3 separate regions of the Mus musculus genome follow, and regions 1 and 2 are each linked to region 3. The links are chromatin contacts, called in public ChIA-PET maps. All regions are on one chromosome and are shown on one strand. The core of a region is the stretch at or near the end of the contact, and the rest is flanking DNA. Distances in the headings are between cores, read along the strand shown.

Region 1 (4,115 bases), core at 390-2,889, 390 kb after region 3:
TGAGACTGGTGAGCTTTCAGAACTGGTTCGGCATCCACGGCTTTCTTAGCGACCATTAACTGTAACATCTGTTTCCGGTACTTGCTCATGATCAGTTCCAACGCATCCTGGTGCTCCTCCAAGGAAACCCACAGTTCTAACAACAAAAGCAAACATCTGGACAATGACGTCTAAGACTGGTCTCAAGGCAAACCTCCTAACAGCTGGAGCTCTCAGACACTCCACGGGACACTGGGAATCCAAAGTTGGAAATCAGTATTCAAGCCCACAGACGTGAACAGTGTACCTGAAAACCAACTCTCTAGGCAGTAGAGTCTTGTGCAAATAAAATGGGACGTGTAATCACGAGGCACGGATTTGAATTCAGTTTTCTAATTGACTTCTCAGAAGCAAAAATGAGCTCATTAAAATTAAAAAAAAAAAACTACATTTTGTTGATTTGTGTGAACCACGGCACATGTCGGGTCAGAGAAGAACCCCCAGGAGTCAGTTCTCTCCTTAAACCACGTAGGCCCTTGGAATGGCCTCAGATCCTCCAGCTTGGCAGTTCAGGCCTTCTGGCTGGTTCCAACTGGTGTCTGTGAACCTGTTTCTTAGCTGCATTGTGTAAATACTTGGTCAGGGGCATAGAGTGGAATGGCAGATGTAAAAGGGCTCCATCAGACAACTACCATCCTGCTGTCATCAACAACCCTAAGACTATGTATTTGGGGGACGAAGTTCTAGCCTTCCATCTTGCACAGGAACATTAAAGAAACGTCGATCTTAACTTTAGTGTTCACTCTAATATCGAAATGTTACATTTGGAGACTATGAACTTTAGTTATAGAAGCCTCCATTTGGTATGTGGTCACTCCCCAGCCATCTAACAATTCAACTCTGCTAAACTACTGAATACATCTTTCAAGGTCATCAACCAGGAAGACTTTTAAAAGAGCAATCTAACAGATTTTACTGTTACCAGTTGACCCTTGAAGCACTGATCTAAATATATGTATGCGATGTGCACGCTTGTGAACTGTTCAGGCACTTGTGTAAGAATGTCCAAAGTAGTATTACCAGAAAAAAAAAATCCTAGACACACACACACACACACACACACACACGCCTGACTAACCTCTGTTTTCCTGCTGTAAGTCTCTAATCTGGGTATTCTCTTGAGACAGCAGAATGTGAGGTTTATATTTAGACATGTCCTTCACGTCGGATGCATCCTCTTGATACTGGACAGAAAGACAGACTAAGGCACTGTAAACATGGGCAGGTGCTGCGGAGGAGGCAGCAGTCCCACCCACGACACAGGAAGCTCACACATCCGCCCTGCCCTCCAGACCAAGATAAATCAGGCCGCGCGACCCCACCCACCCGCCCGCAGCGTCCACCCCTGGGCGCGGCTCGGCCCCCGGCCGACCTGCTCGGGTAACACGGCGCCCGCCTCCCGCATCGCCGCCACCCGCCGGTGCAGCGCAGCCGACTGGTCCACCAGCGACTCGGCCGCCGCATCGTGCTCGCGCAGCCGCTCCAGCAGCGTCTTGGCGTCCGTCAAGATCTTCTCGATCGTGCAGCTCATAGTGGCCGAGGAGGCGCGCCGGGCCCGCTAGCCTAGGCGCTTCGCTCAGACCTTACCCGGCCCTGGCTCAGCGCGAATCGCGTCACTTCCGGGTGCACTTTAAAGGCGTGGTGGCATCTCGGTCGGCGCCTGCGCAGAGGTGGACTCTTGGTTACCCTCAGGCTTCGCCACAGCCTTAGCCTTTCTAGGGTGGAGCAGCAGAGGTCGGATTGGTGCCACATCCTGGTTTTTCACGAAGTTATTTCTGTTCCGGTCTTAGTTCAACTTTTCTTCTGGTTTTGATTGATGTAGTTTGTTATTTAGTAATGGGATTGTAACAAACTGATGAAACAGATACTCACCCCCAATAAGTGGTAAAATACACCGGAACCTCTCCTTTCCTCCCTCCCTCCTTCCATTTCTTCTCTTCTTTCTCCTCACCTCCCCCTTTTCCTTTTTTCCTTCCCTCCCTTCTTCCTTTAAACGGTGAGCAGTGTCTGGGAATGACATCTGAGGTTGTCCTTTGACTTCCACAACTGCACTTGTGTATGCAATCAGTTAGATGCACACGCGTGTGCACATACACAAAGGAAAATCTTTCCTTAGTGCAATGTTGGAAGCCTTTTGATTTGGGAGCTATTCTGCTATTCTACAGCACTATGGCTGACTGTGTTTAACGAGTACGGTGGCTGACAGGGAATTCTTTCCTAAAATATTTTTGTCCAAAAGAGTCTAGGACAGTAGAATAGTAGTAATGCTGTGTTTTAAAGAATCATTTTCCCTGTCCTACAGTCTCTTTTATCTTGAGTTCAGATGTAAAGTTTAGAAACACGTGATGTTTGGTGTACTTTTGTGATTTGGGGAAATGCCTATTGTAAAAATTTTACACTTACAAAACTGTGTTAAGAGGTTGCCTCTGGGAAGATGAAATAATTTTCATTCGGAAGGAAAACAACTTTGGGAAAACAGAATAATAGCCTCGAATAAGTTTACAACAAAGACCAGGATATATTTGCAAACGTTTTGTGAGGAGCGTTTCCCAGGACTCTTAGAAATACTTGAGGAGTACACAACCCCCTTGAAGTCACACAGGATGAGGGCTCAGATTATGTGAGCTGGACATTAAGGGGTAAAGATCCCCTCAGTTCTGGAGAAATTGGGGGACACTTGAAGGTTGTACTGGTAGCCCAAATAAACTTACCTAAGGCATGTGGGCATAGGTTAGGACATTAGGAAGGGCTGAAGTGGGGACAAGTTTTCGGTTGCCAGCAGTATAAGTCTCAGGTGAGAAGGGAGGGGCCTCTCCTGATGCTCCCAGCCACCGTGCATGAGAATACCCAACTGTGAACAGGCTAGTTTATTTGTTTCTAACATTTCACTTAGTTTCCCCCCCTTGTCTCCCTGGTATTCTTTAACTCTTAATTCCTTACATTTATATATTGGATTGTAGCTGTTGGGCCCTTGGTCTTGTCTCAAGGACTTGGTGCATGTGCAAGTGTGCAGAGAAACACAGAGAGATAGAGAGAGAGAGAGAGAGAGAGAGAGAGAGAGAGAGAGAGAGAGAGAAGAGAGAAGAGAGATGAAAGAGTGAAAGAGAAGAGAGGAGAAAAGAGAGAGACTAGTACTTTGGGTCTCAAAATGAAGCTATGGTGTTTTGGGATGCTGAAAATGCTTTAAGGTTAGATTGTGCAGATTGTAGAACTCTGGGACTGTAAGCAAAACTACTGAAGAACACACTGTGTAGTGTGGCAGTGGCTGTTAGGGTGATACCTAGGGATACAATGACACACAACTGAAATGCCAGTTCCCTCATGCAGTGCCACACACCCAAGAACTACAGCTCTCTAGTGCATAGAACTCTACATCATTTTTTACTGGTCTTTATTGTCTTGGGATGACCATAAATAGGAGTATAGAAGGGGCAGGGCTTGTGGAAATATGTGGGGACAAAAGGCAGTGATACACTAGACTTTTAATTCTACAGTATAAACCACAGCTGGGAGGTTGTGCACACCTTTGATCTCAACACTCAGGAAGCAGAGGCAATCAGATCTCTTATTTGAGGCCAGCCTGGTCTTTAGAGTGAGTTCTAGGACAACGAAAGCTACACAGAGAAACCCCGCCTCAAAAAAACCAAACCATACCAAAACCCCACTCTAAACAGCAATTTCTATGAACAGAATAAATTTAGCTTTTAATAAATTGGAAAATTGAGTTGGATAAGTTTATTTGCTTACTTTTTTCTTTATAAAACTGTTTGCGGGTCAGCAAGAGGGCTCAGTGGGTAAAGGTGATTGCTAGGATTTACCCATAAATTGTCCTCTGTCCCCAAACCCTTATTAATAAAAAATGCTAAAAAGTAAGATGAGTGCCATTGGTTAGCAGATAGAGGCTCTTGCATACAGGCTGACTGCCTGAGTTTGACTCCTGGATCCCACATGTTGTTAGGGAAGAATTATGCGCAGGAGTTGTCCTCTGACCTCCACACAGGCACCTAGCACTCTATTTCTCTCCTCTCTCTCCCCCTCCCTCTCCCTCCCTTCTCCTTCTTCCTCCCATACCCCTC
Region 2 (3,961 bases), core at 1,421-3,920, 280 kb after region 3:
TGCCATGTGGGTGCTGGGAAATGAACCCAAGCCCTCTGGAAAAGCAGGCAGTGCTCTCTCCAGCCCATAAAATTCTTTTTCTATAAGATTTTTTTTTTTTTGAAACAGGTTTCACTCTACTTTGGCTAACCTGAAACTCTCACTATGTAGACCAGGCTGGCCTTGACCTCACAGAGATCCACTTGTCTCTGCCTCCCCCATGTGATGAGAGTAAAGGCATGCACCATTACACTGGGCTAGAGATTTGTTTTTATTTATATGTATGTATATGTGAGCACATGTTACCTGTATGCAGTTGTCCTTGGAAGGCAGAAACGACCGTCAGATCCCATGTAGCTGGAGTTACATGCAGCTGTAAACTACCAGACATGGGTGCTGGGAACTGACGTTCTCTGGAAGAGCAACAAGTGCTCTTAACCACTGGGTCATCTCCAGCCCCACAAATAAAACTCTTAAAGCAGCACCGGATCGGATTATTTACTCGTAGTTTTCCCTCTTGCACTCCACTAAACTCCACTGTGGTACACAATGCTCTACAATCCTTGCCTAGCACATAAGGATCACTACAAATCTTTTACTAGTAATATGATTTCCAGTTGGAGGCAGGGATGTGGTTCACTGATAGCAGTAGTCACAGAACCCTAGTCTCATCCTACAAGGACAGAAAGGAAGGACTAGTGACTTAGCTCAGTGGGTAGGGGTGCTTGCCACTGAGCCCAAGTTCAATCCCCAGCACCATGCAAGAGAAGGAGAAATTAAGTTTTACAAATGGCCCTCTGTCCTCCATACATGCACCTTGGGTGCCCACACATATACACATAATAAATAAATAAATTTATTACATTTATTACTTTGGGGAAGGGGCAATGTGTTGGGACACATTTTGTGGTCAGAGGACAATCTACATAGCTGGCTAAGTCCTTCTACATGGCCTGGGGATTGAACTCAGGTCTTCAGATTTGGCAAGAAGTGCCCTCATTTCCCAAAGCATCTCGCAAGCCCTGTAATATGAGGAATTTTTAACTTTGTTTTGTTTTGCTTTTTTACAGAGTCACACTATCCCAGGCTGGCCTCAAACTCATTACATAGTAAGGAGTGACCTGGAGTTTCTGAGTCCCTTCTTGCACCTCTCTTATGCTGAGTGGGATGGGACCACCACCATACCCAGTTATGAAGTACTGGGATTGAACCCAGGATTCTTTGCACGTTGGTGACAAACATGCCCTAATTTTAAATTTTAAATAAGAAAAGGAAAGAAATTGCCTACTGTTCTCAATCAAAAACACTGATATTTCTGCATCTAAAAAAAGTCAATTGCCACATTTAACAGACTAACAAGAGGCCTTGAGACACAATTACTACAGTTGCTGGTTTCTGTCTTTGAAAATACTCCAGATCACTCTTACGTATCCCTAGTAGAAACCTCATGGTTACAGACTGCTATTCCTTTTTAAATTTCCCATCTCTCCCTAAAATACACACACACACACACACACACACACACACACACACACACACACAAGTAGAGAACACAAATGTCTATAATAAAAACTGTACAAATGCCACAGCCACACATTAACTTTGTTTTAGAGAACTCAGATCTTTTTATAAGCAGCCCCTGAATTTGCAAAATAAAAGTCTTGTTTTGAGGCAGTACTCTCAGCTCACTTTATGAAATACCTTCAGCTAATCTAAGGCAAAGTAACAGATTTTCTGATTGGTACAAGCTTCATGGTAAATGATTGCACTACGGTATACAGATAGCATGCTATTTTAGAAAATGTCATGACTCAGTTAAGAATAGCTCTGCTCTTCAAACAATGGTGATTATGTGGAAATGACGCTTAGATAACTTATTTACATAGTAAACAGAAGTTAGAACTTTCTCTAACAATACAGGCGAATCAGTAGTAGCTTTGGGATAAAGGTTTACCAGGGTGCCTACTGTACTAGGCACTTAGTAGTTTTACAAACTACACATGCTCCGGGGTGCATGTGTGTGTGTATCAAACAACAATGCCTGACATTTGTAGAACACTGTCATTCCTCTCAGAACATGAGAACCCATGAGCGTCCCAGTTTTGCACTCCGGGGACACACACCTCTTAGAGTTAACCCTGACGGAGGTGTGACGGTTTGTTTGCGGCTCTGAGCTCCAGAGCGAAGCCTTTTGACTCACAATCTAATCATCATCTTCTCTCCTGGTTACTCCACAGTCCTACTCCAGTCCCACTGTAGGAATTTTATCTTAAAAAACTACTTGACGACTTCCTCTATCGTGCCTGCCCCGTAGTTCCGAAGCAAAGCGCGCGAACACACGCTTTACCGCTTGTCTGAAGTGCTCCGTCCGGGCACGTCCAAGTTCAAGACCGCCTGATAGGCGCGTTTCCTCGCGGCGGCGAGCGCCTGGGCTCCCCGGCCCTGCACCCCCGACCGCGCCCGCGGCTCGCAGGCTGACACCCGCCTTCCCCTGGCCCGAGGTACCCAGCTCTCGGCTGACCACGAACACACGGGACGCCATGGGGCGACGCCAACAGCTGAGCGGCAGAGGCCCCATGGCCCCACTCCCTCGCTGCATCCCGTCGCCTACCTGCCTGGGCCGCGACGCCGCCTCGCGCAGGGATCCCAGACTCGCGTCGGTGGCCTCTGGGATCCAGCGCCCACATCTTCGTCCCGCCCCCACAGGTTCCGCAGTCCCCGCCCTCCAGGCTAAGACACGCCCTCTTTTGCCTGGGCACGCCCCCGAGCTCACCCAGTAAGGCTCTGTCCTTCCAGGGCTCTCCTCAAGGCTCGGAACCCACGCCAGGCGGTCTCTCCGCCCCCAGCGCTGGGGTACCAGTGTGCGCTGCACCGCGCTGGTTCCACGGTGCAGCCCCTGCCCAGGCCTGGAGCCAAAGCTCTATCTCCGGATCTACGGTCTGTGCGACTACACGAGACAGACCTTTACAGCAAGGCAGAGCCTAGTAGAACCAGAGGAGCCAAACAGCAACTTCTTTAAGAAAACCCCAAAGCAGCTCAGGGAGCAAACATTCATCGGGAATGCCAGCTAGTAAAGAGATGCCAATAACGCACCTGGCCCCGGGTTTGGAATCACAAGCCGGATGCCTTTGGTGCCTAGTCCGGGTGCCGACTGGGTTGCCACACCCACTTGAGACTCACGCTTAAATTCTCCCTACCACACGATCTTGCTCAGGTATGCACATGGCTCTGTGCCTGCTGCAAGAATAGCCCAGTTTCACTCTGCGAGACTGGGATGAGTGGAACCTATTTCCCAGCACGATCTAACTGCCCCACCTCACCGCGCCCCGCCCCACTCCACCCCACCCACTCCATCCGACCTTGTGTCTGGTAACCAAACTTCCCTGGCTTGTTCACACAGAGGTACCAAAATAGAAGACTGCCACAGAGAGGTGTTTAATTACACATCGCGGATGACTGTCACCAGCCAACTCAACCAAGACTTGGAAAAAAAAAAAAAAGTCCCAATCCCTTGTGAAGCTATGAGGTGGGGACATGAGGTGGGGACAGTAAAAGGATTACTTTCTACCTGAGGGAGAAGTATTGACAATTCCTTTAAAATACTCCAGTGAGGAAATAAATGTAAATATGGTTTGGAATACATTGCAAACTCCATTGATCCCTTACCTAATGTGTATGTCTTTAAATGTAGACATGTGTGTTCTTTATTATTTTTCAAACTTCTTATCCTCCTACCCCTGCTTCTGGGGTGCAAGCATAGTCCTGAGCCAACACAAGTGGCATTTAATCTAGTCTGTTTGGAAAGTATCACAGATAGTTGTACAAGGTGAAATTCGGGACTAAAACAGCGTTTTTAAGATTTACATTTTGAAGTTTGCATCCACGAAGATTCTTTAGCAGGATGAAGATTTGAATTCCAAGATGAACGTTAATTAACATGCATGTGTTCTACTGCCCTCTCATGGGTAGGATGGAGCTACAC
Region 3 (4,098 bases), core at 124-2,623:
CCATGTACTGTCCAAGGCTTCCCTAAGACAGCTCCTTCCCTAATTAAGTCATCCACGGCTGGTCTCTGATGTGTGTACTCAAGGACCCAAATAGTAAAGAATCAACAAGGGCTACAGGGAATTGGAGGGCTGGCTGGAAGATTGGATTTTAGAGAACAAGGCAGTAAAATCCAGCTAAGATTCAAGGAATCTGGCAGCTGCTGGCCCTGGGTGGTAAATTGCTAAAATTAAATTATCACTTAGAGTCACCTGGAATAAAAAAACCTCATTCAGGCAAAACGTTGAAGGCCATATTGCTACTCACACAGAGCAAAATGAAAAGCAGGAGTCACAGGAGCTGTTGTGAGTGTGACTTCTCCTACGAAGACTGGATAGATGAAAAAACGAGAAGTTTAAGCCTCTCTTTTCCCACCCGGAGATTTTCCAATAATGAGCAAAACCAACCTCTTCAAGCACAGCCAGGCTTCAACACCTGTTGAATTGATACCCACCCCGCCTTCCAGCTGCGGTGATAGTGGGTCACGTGGTTCAGGGAAGACTGTGACTCCAGAGTCTACTGTAAGGACACTTAACAAGATCTGAAGGACTCAAACTTCCTGAACGTTGAAACACCTGTGTCCTCTGCGTTCGCTTCTGACTAAAGTTCTGTCACTTCCTGCGCATGCGTCCTTGTGGGAGCACTCAGTCTCTTCTCGGTCACTCCCTGCGCATGCGTCCTTGTGAAAGAGCGCAGTCTCTGCTCTGTCACTCACTGCTTTACAGGTTTCTAAAGACAGTCAGACACCAATGTGGCCGGGAAGCAGAACTCTGAGCTTGTTATTACAAGAAAAGTTAAAGGCCCATCAAAAGACTGTCTGAGCCAGGCTTGTGCCTGCAATGCCAGCCCTCAGGAAGCTGAGTGAGACAGAGTCTTAAGTGAGGTCAACCTAGAATATTAGGTGACTCTCAACCATCTAGAACTCCAGTTCTAGCAGCTGATGCCCTCTTCTGGCCTCCGAAGTCACTGCATGTATACACACGGTACATAGGCACACATGCAGGCAACGCCCACATACATAAAATAAACTAAAAGCTAAAGAAAGATGGTTCTGGAAGAAAGCCAGCCAGACTGCAAAGATGGTGGGAGAGAAGCTCTTCTGAGGACAGTATTTTCTCTGCCTAGACCAGAGTGTGTGGTGTGGTGTGTGTGTGTGTGTGTGTGTGTGTGTGTGTGTGTGTGTGTGTGTGTGTAAGGCACATGCCATAGAAGGGAGTGGGGAGCCTCCAGCCTTAGATAAGTACATCTAATCGCTTAGCTGTTATGTATGTTATGTTAGCTATGTTATGTTATGTAGGAGGACTGTCTGAGAGCAGGGAGTTGTCCTATGTCTATAGACTGACTCAAACCTCTTCAAAGTCTCTGTGCAAAACAACAGCCACCACCATCGCCACCACCCCACCCTGGCCAAAATGAGCTAAGGTGCTGACTTCTGCCCACCACTCCCTCCCCACCACCTACCCCTCAAGATAAGCACCATTAAATTGTGGGTGGGTAGGAGGAGGAGCAGATCATGATGCACAAAGGTCTTTAAGCCAGGGCCAGAGTCCTCAGGCTTAGAAATCTATGTTCAGACTCAATGGGTGGCAGCTGGGACCAAGCAGAACCAAAAAGACCTAAGTCTAAGACAATACTAGCCTGGCCTGACAAATCTTGGGACTATGAACCAGGCAGTCTCTTTGCCTAAAATGGAGTTGAGACAGCCTCTGTGGGGTAGGTCAACTGGTAAACATCTTAGATGTGGTAGGTGTCAGCCCCTGAACCTTCTTCCTGTGTATGAAGAATTTGCCACAGGATGGAGGGCAAGAGGAAGAGCCCCTCCTTCCGCCAAGGCCCGTTCTCCCCCCGACTCTGTACCCATAGCATTTCAGGATGTGACACAGAGACATAGGGACAGCTCAGGTTCCACCCAGCCACTCTAGTGTGGCCCAAGATGGGAGGCAGTGTGTTCATTGAGGGACCAGCAGGTCCTGACCAGCTGGCCCTTGTGGTATGTCCCTGGAGAAGTGTCTAACCATTGTGCTTCCCCCACACTCCTGTGCATTCTCCTAGCCTGGTCTCCAGCTTGCCTGCCAATTCTGGACAGACCTAATATCATTCCATTAAATTCTTTTTGCTGCCTTGGTCACCCAGCCTGCTGCTGCCGCTGCTTAGATAAGAAGCGCCACTGGGGCAGTCAGCACAGATGCGGTTTGAAGTTGTGCCTGTGTGGATATGAAGTAAGCTGCAGAGAGAACCCCTGGGAAGGAGGAGACTGGGGTGGGGGAATCTATAAAGGGGAGTAGTGGGAGCTGGGGGTGTGCCTTGGTGGGGGCAGGGGGAGGAACAGCCAATGGAAGACACAGGAAGTGAAGAGACTTGAATACCAAGAAACGCAGTTCAAAGCTCACTATCTGAAACTGGAGTTATTCTGTTTGTGAATAAGGCACAAAGTAGGTCAGTGCCTTTCACACATGCCCTGAGCGCTGTAAGGAGAAAGAGTGACAGGGAGTGGAGATCACAGACGTGGGAAATGTCTTTGAGTCAACTTCATTTCTTCTCATTCTTCTATTGTTTTCTATTTTCATATGTGTGTGGAGCGCATATGTATATATGCATGTTTTGCCTGTATGTGTGTAAATTTGCATGTGTGGGTGCATGTGTGGAGGTTTGTGTAGAGATTCGAGGTTGATGGCAGGAGCCAGCCTCCATTGCTGTCCTACAAGGCAGGGTATCTCAATCAAACCCAGAGCGCTCCCAGACAGCTAATTCTTGCTAGTCAGCTAGCTTTGGGGGATCCCTTGTGCCCACCTTCCATGGCTGGAATCACAGAAGAGCCACCATGCCGGCCCAGCTTTTATGTGGGTTTGGGGGAATCTGAACGCTGGTCCTCACATTTTTTGTGACTAACATGTGAACCTCCGAGCCATTTCCTCGGCCCTCAACTTCATTGCTTGATCTATTTTCTGAGCAGTTGAAATCTTCCAAGGTTTCCCACTAGCCATCATCATATTCTTGAAATTCTTTTCATTAACAATTATCCCATTTAGATTATACATCGTAAAGATGGCTGACTGTGAGCCAGGTCCTTCTATCCCAGCAACTACAGAACCGCAGCGGGAACTTTCCTTTTGTTATCTTTTTTTATTTTTATTTTTCTAATCCAATTGTCTGTTGGTGATGTAAATGTATTCTTCAGTTAATTTTTAGTCTGACAGATTTTATCAAGTGTGATCTCCTCATTGTCAGTTTCATTTAATGATCTTTAAAATAATTTAGGTACAGCCTGAGGTTTTTTTTTTTTTATTTGTTTCCCCAGTAAGCAGCCTTGTTATGTCGAGAGGAGCAAAGACAAGACTGACATGGGGAAAAGGGACCTTGAATCAGAGAAGATTCCTAGGTTCTGTTGTTCAAAAAGAACACCCCTGTCTGAAACAAACACCCACTGTGTGGGGAGCCAGTGAAAACATCTTAAAAAAAAAAAAAAAAAAAAAAACAAAACAAAAAAAAAACTACTGTGTGGAAAGCCAGTGTAGCTTAAAAATGCTAAGACTCTCCTCCAGCGCCACAGCCAATCCTGTCTGAAAACACCCCTGACTCTGCACACAGTCCTTGCAAGGGAGTCCTCAATGCCTGTGTCTCCCTGTGCATCACCCCATTCCTAGGGCCACTAGGACATCAGACTGTGGCAGGGAGGGCAAGCACAGCCCCTGACTCCGGCTGACCTTCTATCTCCTTTTTCCAAATTCTTGGTCAAGGTATTCGTAGATTTTAAAATGTGAAAAAGCAAAGGGGTTAGGTTGTTTGGCAAATGTTTTTTATATTCTTAGAACAGCGACCGAAAACAAAGCAAAACAAAACTTTGTCCAGCAAGTCCCATCTGTGCCATAAGACTTCCCTGCCCCAGCTTAAACACATGACAGGCAGAAAGAAGCCTAAGTGCCCGCTCTAAAAGCTGTCCAAAACACTTCAAACCTTCCTGCTCACCAGCCCGTGAAATCTGCAACTCCCTTCCCTAGCGGCCACCCAGCCTTCGCATCTTTGCAAAGCACTGGCGTTCCGCTCAGTATTGTCCACCAGAG

What was found. ChIA-PET counts read pairs in DNA pulled down with a chosen protein or histone mark.
Region 1: a contact with region 3 is called in an RNA polymerase II ChIA-PET map of memory CD8 T cells, with 49 read pairs. The contact joins the promoter of Sike1 here to the enhancer-like site in region 3. A contact is called at or near these places in 2 of 484 Hi-C or Micro-C datasets (embryonic stem cells and regulatory T cells), 2 of 115 datasets of contacts at active chromatin or transcription factors (embryonic stem cells and memory CD8 T cells) and 2 of 9 other capture datasets (adipose tissue and liver).
Region 2: a contact with region 3 is called in an RNA polymerase II ChIA-PET map of memory CD8 T cells, with 123 read pairs. The contact joins the promoter of Dennd2c here to the enhancer-like site in region 3. A contact is called at or near these places in 9 of 39 promoter capture datasets (3T3-L1-derived adipocytes, the C10 cell line, the HPC-7 cell line and 5 more), 1 of 15 datasets of contacts at CTCF or cohesin (pro-B cells), 27 of 484 Hi-C or Micro-C datasets (B cells, CD4 T cells, CD8 T cells and 15 more), 9 of 115 datasets of contacts at active chromatin or transcription factors (T-cell acute lymphoblastic leukemia, effector CD8 T cells, embryonic stem cells and 4 more) and 2 of 9 other capture datasets (adipose tissue and liver).

Annotation. Positions count from the first base shown.
Region 1 is chr3:102,993,264-102,997,378 of GRCm38.p6, reverse strand. It overlaps Sike1 (suppressor of IKBKE 1), which reads right to left and starts at 1,639. Exons shown (of 5, transcript NM_025679.3): 1 at 1,412-1,639; 2 at 1,118-1,223; 3 at 1-136. The coding sequence starts at 1,570.
Region 2 is chr3:103,101,368-103,105,328 of GRCm38.p6, reverse strand. Dennd2c (DENN/MADD domain containing 2C) reads right to left here and starts at 2,670. Exons shown (of 19, transcript NM_001384113.1): 1 at 2,591-2,670.
Region 3 is chr3:103,383,371-103,387,468 of GRCm38.p6, reverse strand. No RefSeq gene overlaps it. Among named protein-coding and RNA genes, the nearest start is that of Gm25869, 42 kb to the left of the region's middle. Within about 2 kb of position 1,373, at least 61 of the 459 cell types and tissues checked have an H3K27ac peak or open chromatin away from gene starts, as enhancers often do. A contact at or near this core is called in CD8 T cells, T-cell acute lymphoblastic leukemia, Th1 cells and 4 more, where this site is marked.